Regions from separate parts of the Sus scrofa genome. Here region 2 is linked to region 1. A link is a contact called in public HiChIP or PLAC-seq data. All regions are on one chromosome and are shown on one strand. Each heading gives the region's core, a stretch centred on a gene start, on an enhancer-like site or on the middle of the called end of the contact. The rest is flanking DNA. Distances are from core to core; before and after follow the strand shown. Region 1 holds the start of SLC4A8 (electroneutral sodium bicarbonate exchanger 1). Region 2 holds the start of ANKRD33 (ankyrin repeat domain-containing protein 33).

Region 1 (3,883 bases), core at 639-3,138:
CAGCCATACTGGACTTTGTTCAGGTCTTCAAACCAGATCTGCCCCCTCTGTTGTTCTTTGTCTCTAAGGCCTTTTGATCTCCCACCTCCCTCAGCTGACACTTATTCTTGAGCTCTTTGCCCAAATTACCTCCCTTAGCAAAAATCTTCTCTGATATGAGACCAAAGCTGGAACGATAACACACAGTTCTGCATATCTTTTTTTCTAGGCATGCATCACAGTTTATAATAATACATTTATTTGTGTGATTGTTTCATTAAAAATGGTTATTCACACACACACTAAATAGCAAACTCCAACGGGGCAAGAACGTTGCCTATTTTTGCTCCTCACTGTGTCACAAACATAGACTGAATTCAGTAGACCTTAGGAAGATTAGATAGGGAAAGATTTTTCCAAAGTCTTAGATATGGTTCCTCTTTTGATGGAGCAAGCAAAGAAGGAATGATGGACCTTCCAGTAGCAAACTATTACCCTAAATTAGAGAAGTGAGTCAGTATCTGATACCCATTTTGCTACAAACTCAAGAGTTTTCTCTACCTCTTCACAGAAAGCATCCTGACGTCAACATGGCACTTGTTTCAAGACCTGTCATCCTTCTGAGAAGGTCCATCATTCCCTTGGCAGCCCTTCACTTCGGATTTGACCTCCCTTCAATACCTCTTTCCAGAGCAGTAACTATATCATCACCTGATCCGCACGGGAAAGGGGGAGTGAGGATTGAATGAGCTACCACTCACATACTGGTTGCCACACAGTAAACATCATCATTTCGCAAAGCCCTTTCACAAACAGCACCTCAAAACCACCCTGTGAGGTAAGCAACGTAAATATCATTCCCATTTTACTTGAAGGGGAAAATGCGGTTCAGAGAAGCAAGTGACTTACTCCAGGTCATAAAACCTGTGTGAAATAGATGCAGGATTTGAACCTACAGTCTCTGACACCTAGTCCACTGTTTTACCTTACATGAGCCACCCCTACAGTTGGGTTATCAGTTACTGAAACCTGGTTTCCTCGTTCCTCTAAATAAACACCTGTTCCTGACTCCTCAGCACCTCCCCCGGCCCCTTTCTACTTCCCCACCTAGAACTTGTCAGCTATCTATGCAATGGGATGAAGGAAGTCACAAAGCTGGCCACACAAACAGGGTTTGGTCCCAGACTCCAGTTTCTCCAGCTCTTTCTCTGAGCCCGTGAGGAAGCAGAAACCGTCAGAAATAAAAACACAAAGAGAAGAACCTGCCCCACCACAGCAAGGTTCCTGGCTACCCTCTCTCCCATGTTTCAGCAGGACACTGCAAGGCCTCTTTCCCAGCAACGAGGATCCGAGGAACAGAGGTCACCGGCCGCGGGCCGTCAGGGCTACTCAGTCGGCCGCGTAAGGGATGCGACAGCGATCCGCCGGCTCCCGGATTTGGCCCAAGGTCACCCTCTCGCAGCCCGGGCCCGATCCCCGATCGCCCCGAGCGCCCCCTGGTGTCTCGGGCTGGCCTCCCCTTGCCCTCAGGGAGTGGCCTGCGGAGCCCCGGCTCGGGGGCAGAGGAAAGCGGGTGGGCAGAGGATGAGGAGGCTGAGCCCCGGGGAGGGGCGGGAGGCGGGGCCCTACCTGATAGCTGAGGACGCCGTCCGGCTCGTTACTCCCAGCCGGCATGGCGGAGCCCAACTAGGTCTCGCCCGCCGGCTCCAGGCCGAGCGTTAGCAGCCCACGCGCTCTGGTCTGGTTTGAGCGGATCGCCCAAGCGGCGACCCCTACCCTGGAGCCAACGGTCAACCATCAACCGCCGCCGCCTCCATAGCCACCGGCCCGCGAGGCTTCGCCGCAGCCAATCAGCGCGCGGCCTGTGCGGCCAATCAGGGCGCGGAGCACAGGAGGACGCTGTCCGGCGGTACCCTGGGCTACCAGGAGGAGGGGGGAGCCTGGGGAGCCGACAGCTCCGGGGCCTGGTTGCCTTGGAAACCTTCTCCCTCCCTTCAGGGGCCTCTGGGCTTGAAGGTCTCTCCAACTGCTTGCTACCAATCGAAAATCTCGTGCTTCCATCTGCGGATGCACCTGACCCTTGAAAACTGAGGAAGTGTCGGGTTTGTCTATTGTGATTTTATTTCTCGGGTTATGATTTTTAAACTCTGGAGAACCATCCCTTGGGGTCGCAGAAGGAAGCAACCGAGGATGAGGGGGAGGGGCCTTCTAAAATTACTTGTTAATCCTCGAGCTAGTGGCCAGATTAAAGAACATTAAAGGGAAGCAGTCAGGAAGTGATCAGACCCCCTCCATGGACTCACTATGATTTAGATCTTCTCCCTGGGCTCCAGGTTGGCAGTGAAAAACAGAGAGTTGAGCTAAGGATGACTGTTGAAATAATTACACAAAAATGTTTCCAACTGTTACAAGAAATGATCTAGGGCAAATTATTTAACAGAAGACCTACTGATCTAAGGCAACTTTAGAAAACCATGAGTAACACATTCAATCTGATTTGGGTTTTTAAAAAAAGAGAGGCTGGCTGTAATCCAACCAAACCTCTGGCTCCAAAAGGAGGAAGAGGGTCTTTTGTTTTATGTCCACCACCACATCAGACCATAAGCCAGTCCACACTATTAAAAGAAAAAGAGCAATTGCAAATAATTCTCAACCTCCAAAGAACCTACACTTGGGGAACGTAATCTGGTGCATGTTAAAGTTTCAAAACCTGCCTACCCCTCCTTGCATTGGCCCTGAAATTTGAAACAAGGTTGTGCTTCAGTGTCCCTGAGGCAGAACCATATTTCTGATCTCTGGTTCAAGGCCTTGGTCCCATTTCTGAGTCTTAGTGTTCATTGCCACAGCCTCTATTGCTCTCCTCACTAATCCTGTCTTGAGTCTGGAATTCACTCCCATTTTTGCCCATCAAAATCTTAATCATCCTTCGAAGTCAGTCTCAAAGGCTACTTCTTCCAAGAAGCCTTTCTCTACTCCACTCTCCCCTACACCCCTAAGAGATGTTATCACTTCCTCCTCTGAATCCTCGTAGCACTTTGTACTTTTCTTAAAGCAGTTACCATGCTGTGGTTACATGCTTTAATTATATGTTGACTTCAGTTTACTATAATATAGTAAGTTTTTGAAGGCAATAATTATTTTTCTTATGCCCTTCTATATACTCCATAGAGCCTCAAAGAATGCTGGGCACATAGAACATAGTCATAAATATATCTTACATAAGTATATGTAAGTTATATAAGTATATAAAAACTTATACATAATTTATAAACACATAAGTGAATATATGTGCTCTTAATTCAGTCTAACCAAAAACATATTGAACACTTACTAACCACAAGCCCAAATGGCACTTGAGATGCATGGAAATCTACAATAAAATACACATCTCCAAAGGGCTTAGAGTCTATAATCAGGGAAAAAGGATATACGTTAATATGATGACAAGATAATAGAACATAAAACAAGAACCATATGAGTAGTACAGACAATAAAGATTATAAAAATTCAGAAGAGAAAATAAGGAGTTCCTGCTGTGGTGGCAGTGGGTTAAGGATCCACTGTTGCTGCAGCTGTGGTGTAGGTCACAGCTATGGCTCAAATTCAGTCCCTGGCCTGGGAACTTCCATATGCCTTGGTGCAACTGAAAAAGAGAAAGAAAAAAAATTCATAAGAAAAAATAAACTTTATGACTTGGGACACAAGGAATATGATACAGAAGACATAGTTTTGGGCTAAATCCAAAGATAGTCAAGGGAGTTCCTATCCTGGCTCAGCGGAAACGAGTCTGACTAGCATATATGAGGATGCAGGTTCAGTCCCTGACCTTGCTCAGTAGATTAAGGATCTGGCATTGCCATGAGCTCTGGTGTAGGTTGCAGATGAGGCTCAGATCTGGCATTGC
Region 2 (3,883 bases), core at 485-2,984, 400 kb before region 1:
TTCCGAACGGTCCCGCATGGCAGCCTTCATCAGCGCTGTCAGCCCCCGCTGGTCCCGGCGCTCCAGGTCAAGGCCCGCGTAGTAGTTGATCAGGAAACTCACCAGAGGCACGTGGCCTGCAGGGCACCAAGGGCAGAGCTTGGCTACCCAGGAAAGGAATGACAAAGCCCCAGATCCACTCTCCACCCAACACGGCAGTGGCAGTGTCAGAGTGAGAGAACATTGGTGCAAAGAGTGTGGGCTGTGGCCTTGGTCTGGCGGGTAGAGGGTGGGGTCAGCAGCCTCTTACCTGCTTGGGCAGCCAGCATGAGGGCTGTGTCCCCCTCTTTGTCCTGCTGGTTCACATCCAGGAAAGGACAGCGGCTGAGCAGAGCCACGACACTCCGGAAGCCATGGTAGCATGCGACCATGAGGCCTGTCTGGGGGAGGGGCAGCTCAGCCCCCGTGCTTCCCTCCTGGAGCTTCTTGGGGGCCCTGGGCCCTTTAAATCCACATCTGACCCAGGGATGTCCCAGTTCCTGTGAAGACCCACTCTCTCCCTTCCTCCTGAGGACCCAGGCAGTGGATGCCATCCTGAAATTCCCAGGACGAGTGGGGTGACTCACCCTCCCATTGCCGTCCACCTGGGTGGCCTCCTCTGGGGAGACCCCATCATCCAGGATGGCTTGGAGCTGGGCAGAGTCATTTCGGACACAGGCCCAGTACAGGGCCCCCAGCGTGCAGCCTGGGATAGAGGCATCAGACACGTCCAGCCCTCCCCTCGGCAATGGCAGCTCCTCCTCTTCCATGCTGGGGGCAAGAAGGCGGGTTTCCCCCCTTCAATGCAGCTGGCATCTATAACACAGAATGAGGGGAATGGTGTCCCTCTGAATCCTGGGACATGTCTCAGCATCTGTGACTCACCCCAATGGCCCAAGGAAGAGTCCTTTCCTACTGGAGTGTCCCATCCCATTCACCCTGGAGAAAGGACATGCCGGTGGCAGGGAAGCAGAGTGGCAGGAGCCCTAAGAGGGTAGAAGTCACTATAAGTGAGGATCCTGGTGAGATTCAGGGAGAGCGGCAGTTCCCTTTTTCCCAGGGGACCTTACCTGGGGTTTGGAGGCTCCCTAGGAGGTAGCCATTGCTGGGACTCACAGTAAGCCCCAGACTCCTGAGAGCACTCACCGGGTCTCTGGAGCGCCTCAAGGTGGACTCTCCCCCCCAGGAAGCAACGCAGGTAACAGATGGCTCGACTTAACGGAAAGAGCTGCCTCAAACACCTCGGGGCTGAGCTGGATCAAGCCGGGTTAGTTAGGGATGAGGTGCAGGGCGGGGCAGGTGCTCTCCCCTCCCCAAGCCGACAGAGCCCCGCCCCACGAGCCTGCCTAGAGTGGGCGGGGCCCGAGTCCGAGTGGCTCCTCCCCCGAGGAGGGGGCTCTGAGAGTAAGATCCGCCTCTCCTGCAAACTCACACCTTCGGCCCCCTTCGGAGACCAGCTCCAAACCCACGCTTTGAAGAGTGGAGCCGGGCTTGGCAGGGGGGGTAGGGGTGGGAGAGGCTGTAAGTCACACACCTCTCTAAAGAGGGTGACTGGGACGGGCATAGGGGCCCCAGGGGTCACCTGGATCTATTTTTTTAGATTCTGGGGAAATTAAAGCATAAAGAATTGCTTAATTAGGGTACAGAAATTATGATATATTCAGTTTAATGGATTAGTTTGATGTGGTACATTAAATATAAAATATTTAAATTATATTCACATGTAAATGAATTATTTTGATTATTCAAATCAAACTATGGTTTTCATTATTTATTTATTTATTTATTTATTTTAATGGAAGGTTTTATTTTATTTTTTTGTCTTTTCTAGGGCCGCACCTGCGGCATATGGAGGTTCCCAGGCTAGGGGTCTAATCAGAGCTGTAGCTGCTGGCCCACACCACAGCTCACGGCAACGCCAGATCGTTAACCCACTGAGCAAGGCCAGGGATCAAACCTGCAACCTCATGGTTCCTGGTCGGATTAGTTAACCACTGAGCCATGACAGGAACTCCCATTATTTATTAAATTAATAAAATTATTATTAAATTATTCTTTAAGTTAAATTACCTTTTTTTTTTTTTTTTTTTTTGTCTTTTTGCCATTTCTAGGACCGCTCCAGTGGCATATGGAGGTTCCCAGGCTAGGGGTGTAATCGGAGCTGTAGCCGCCGGCCTACACCAGAGCCACAGCAACATGGGATCGGAGCTGCGTCTGCAACCTACACCACAGCTCATGGCAACACCGGATCCTTAACCCACTGAGCGAGGCCAGGGATGGAACATGCGTCCTCATGGTTCCTAGTCATGATTTCCACTGATCCACAATGGGAACTCGATGACACATATATTCGTGACAACATACATTTCATTGAAAAAAGTAGTGGTGGTTTGTTTTATTTTAACTCACACCTTAGATTGTGCTACAGAGCTTATTGTGTTCGTTCTTTTCACTCAGTGCTGTTTTGGGGGTTGGTCCTTGCTGCTTTTTATGCAGTGTATCAGTCAGGTGTTGTAACCAAAAACTGACCTCAGGGGTGTGGTTGCTGCCATAGGCTGGCTGCTCAACCTGCTTCCAAAACTGTAAAAGCTGGAAAGGTATAATGACACTTCCCAGATTCTTGTGAGCTAGGAATCTGTGATTTAAGTTCTGCTTTTGTGTAAGACACAAATTTGGAATAGAGCTAAGTAGCATGGGACATCCGTTTTGCTGTCACAAATTGTGACAGATACGGTTGGGGGGGTCTAGTGAGCAGTTTCCTGATTCGTCAGCTTCCTGTAGTAGTGACTTGTTTTCTGGATCACAGGCAGAGGTCATGTGCCTCTCAAAGCTGGGAGTTGTTCCCAGACCTAGAGCCTGCTTCTTTATTTAAACTAGCCAGATTTATTTCTGTTACCAGTAATTAAACCCTAACTGACATGTGTGGCTTAAACAAGTAGAGGTTTATTCTTCATACAAGATAAAAAGTTCAAAGATAAGAAGCTGTTGGTGTTGACTGAGTAACTCGATGATGTCAGGGCCTTCTCTGGGAGTCTCTTGGCTTTTCCTCATGGTCACAATATAGCTGCTGTACCTCTAGCCATCACAGTAAAATGTGGTGAAGGGACACTGTGGACTCTATGCAGCAGTTGGAAGAAATCTACGAGATGATGGGTCAGACATCTCTGATTAAATGATACACTCCCTATCCATAACCCTCTTCTCTCTGGTCACCTTTTGGTCAGGTGTGACCAGTTAACACAGTTTTGGCCAATGAAATGCAAGCAGCAGTCTGATGGGGGAGGCTCCTTGGAAAATCTTTGCTCTCTTGATAAAAGGTATGGTGTGTCCCTTTTAACCTTTCTTTCTTCCCTCTTATTCCTGCTGCATAGGATGCCATAGTGTGCATCCATCACATCTGACTTATCTGCTCTTCCAAAGGTGGACCCCTATGCTGCCTCCAACTTCATGCCACTACAAATACTGCAGGGACCATCCTTGTATATATCTAGCTGTGGACCCAAAAGAGAGCATCTCAGAGTCTGCTGGGTCATAGGGCATAGGGTACATACATTTTTATTGGCCACCTGCTCCCAGATTGCTCCCTATTTTAGTGACCCACCAAGAGTGCGTAAAAGTATCTCAAATCCTTGCCAACACTTGAACTTATTCAGCCTTCTAGTTTTTATCAGTCTGATGGTACAGAACTATAAAAGGATTTTTTTTTTCTTTTTCGGCCTCCCTGAGGCATATGGAGTTCCCAGGCCTGGGATCAGACCTATGCTGCAGCTGTGGCAATGCCAGATCCTTTAATCCACTGTGCTGGGCTGGGGATCAAACCCATGTCCTGGCGCTGCAGAAACACCACCAATCCTGTTGCACCACA

The links. HiChIP or PLAC-seq counts read pairs in DNA pulled down with a chosen protein or histone mark.
Region 2: an H3K27ac HiChIP or PLAC-seq map of alveolar macrophages shows a contact between it and region 1. The contact joins the promoter of ANKRD33 here to the promoter of SLC4A8 in region 1. A contact is called at or near these places in 1 of 47 Hi-C or Micro-C datasets (embryonic fibroblasts) and 1 of 2 datasets of contacts at active chromatin or transcription factors (alveolar macrophages).

The regions. Positions count from the first base shown.
Region 1 is chr5:16,840,672-16,844,554 of Sscrofa11.1, reverse strand. SLC4A8 (electroneutral sodium bicarbonate exchanger 1) reads right to left here and starts at 1,888. Exons shown (of 25, transcript XM_013988274.2): 1 at 1,609-1,888. The coding sequence starts at 1,653.
Region 2 is chr5:17,245,191-17,249,073 of Sscrofa11.1, reverse strand. ANKRD33 (ankyrin repeat domain-containing protein 33) reads right to left here and starts at 1,734. Exons shown (of 5, transcript XM_021091670.1): 1 at 1,165-1,734; 2 at 290-834; 3 at 1-116. The coding sequence starts at 788.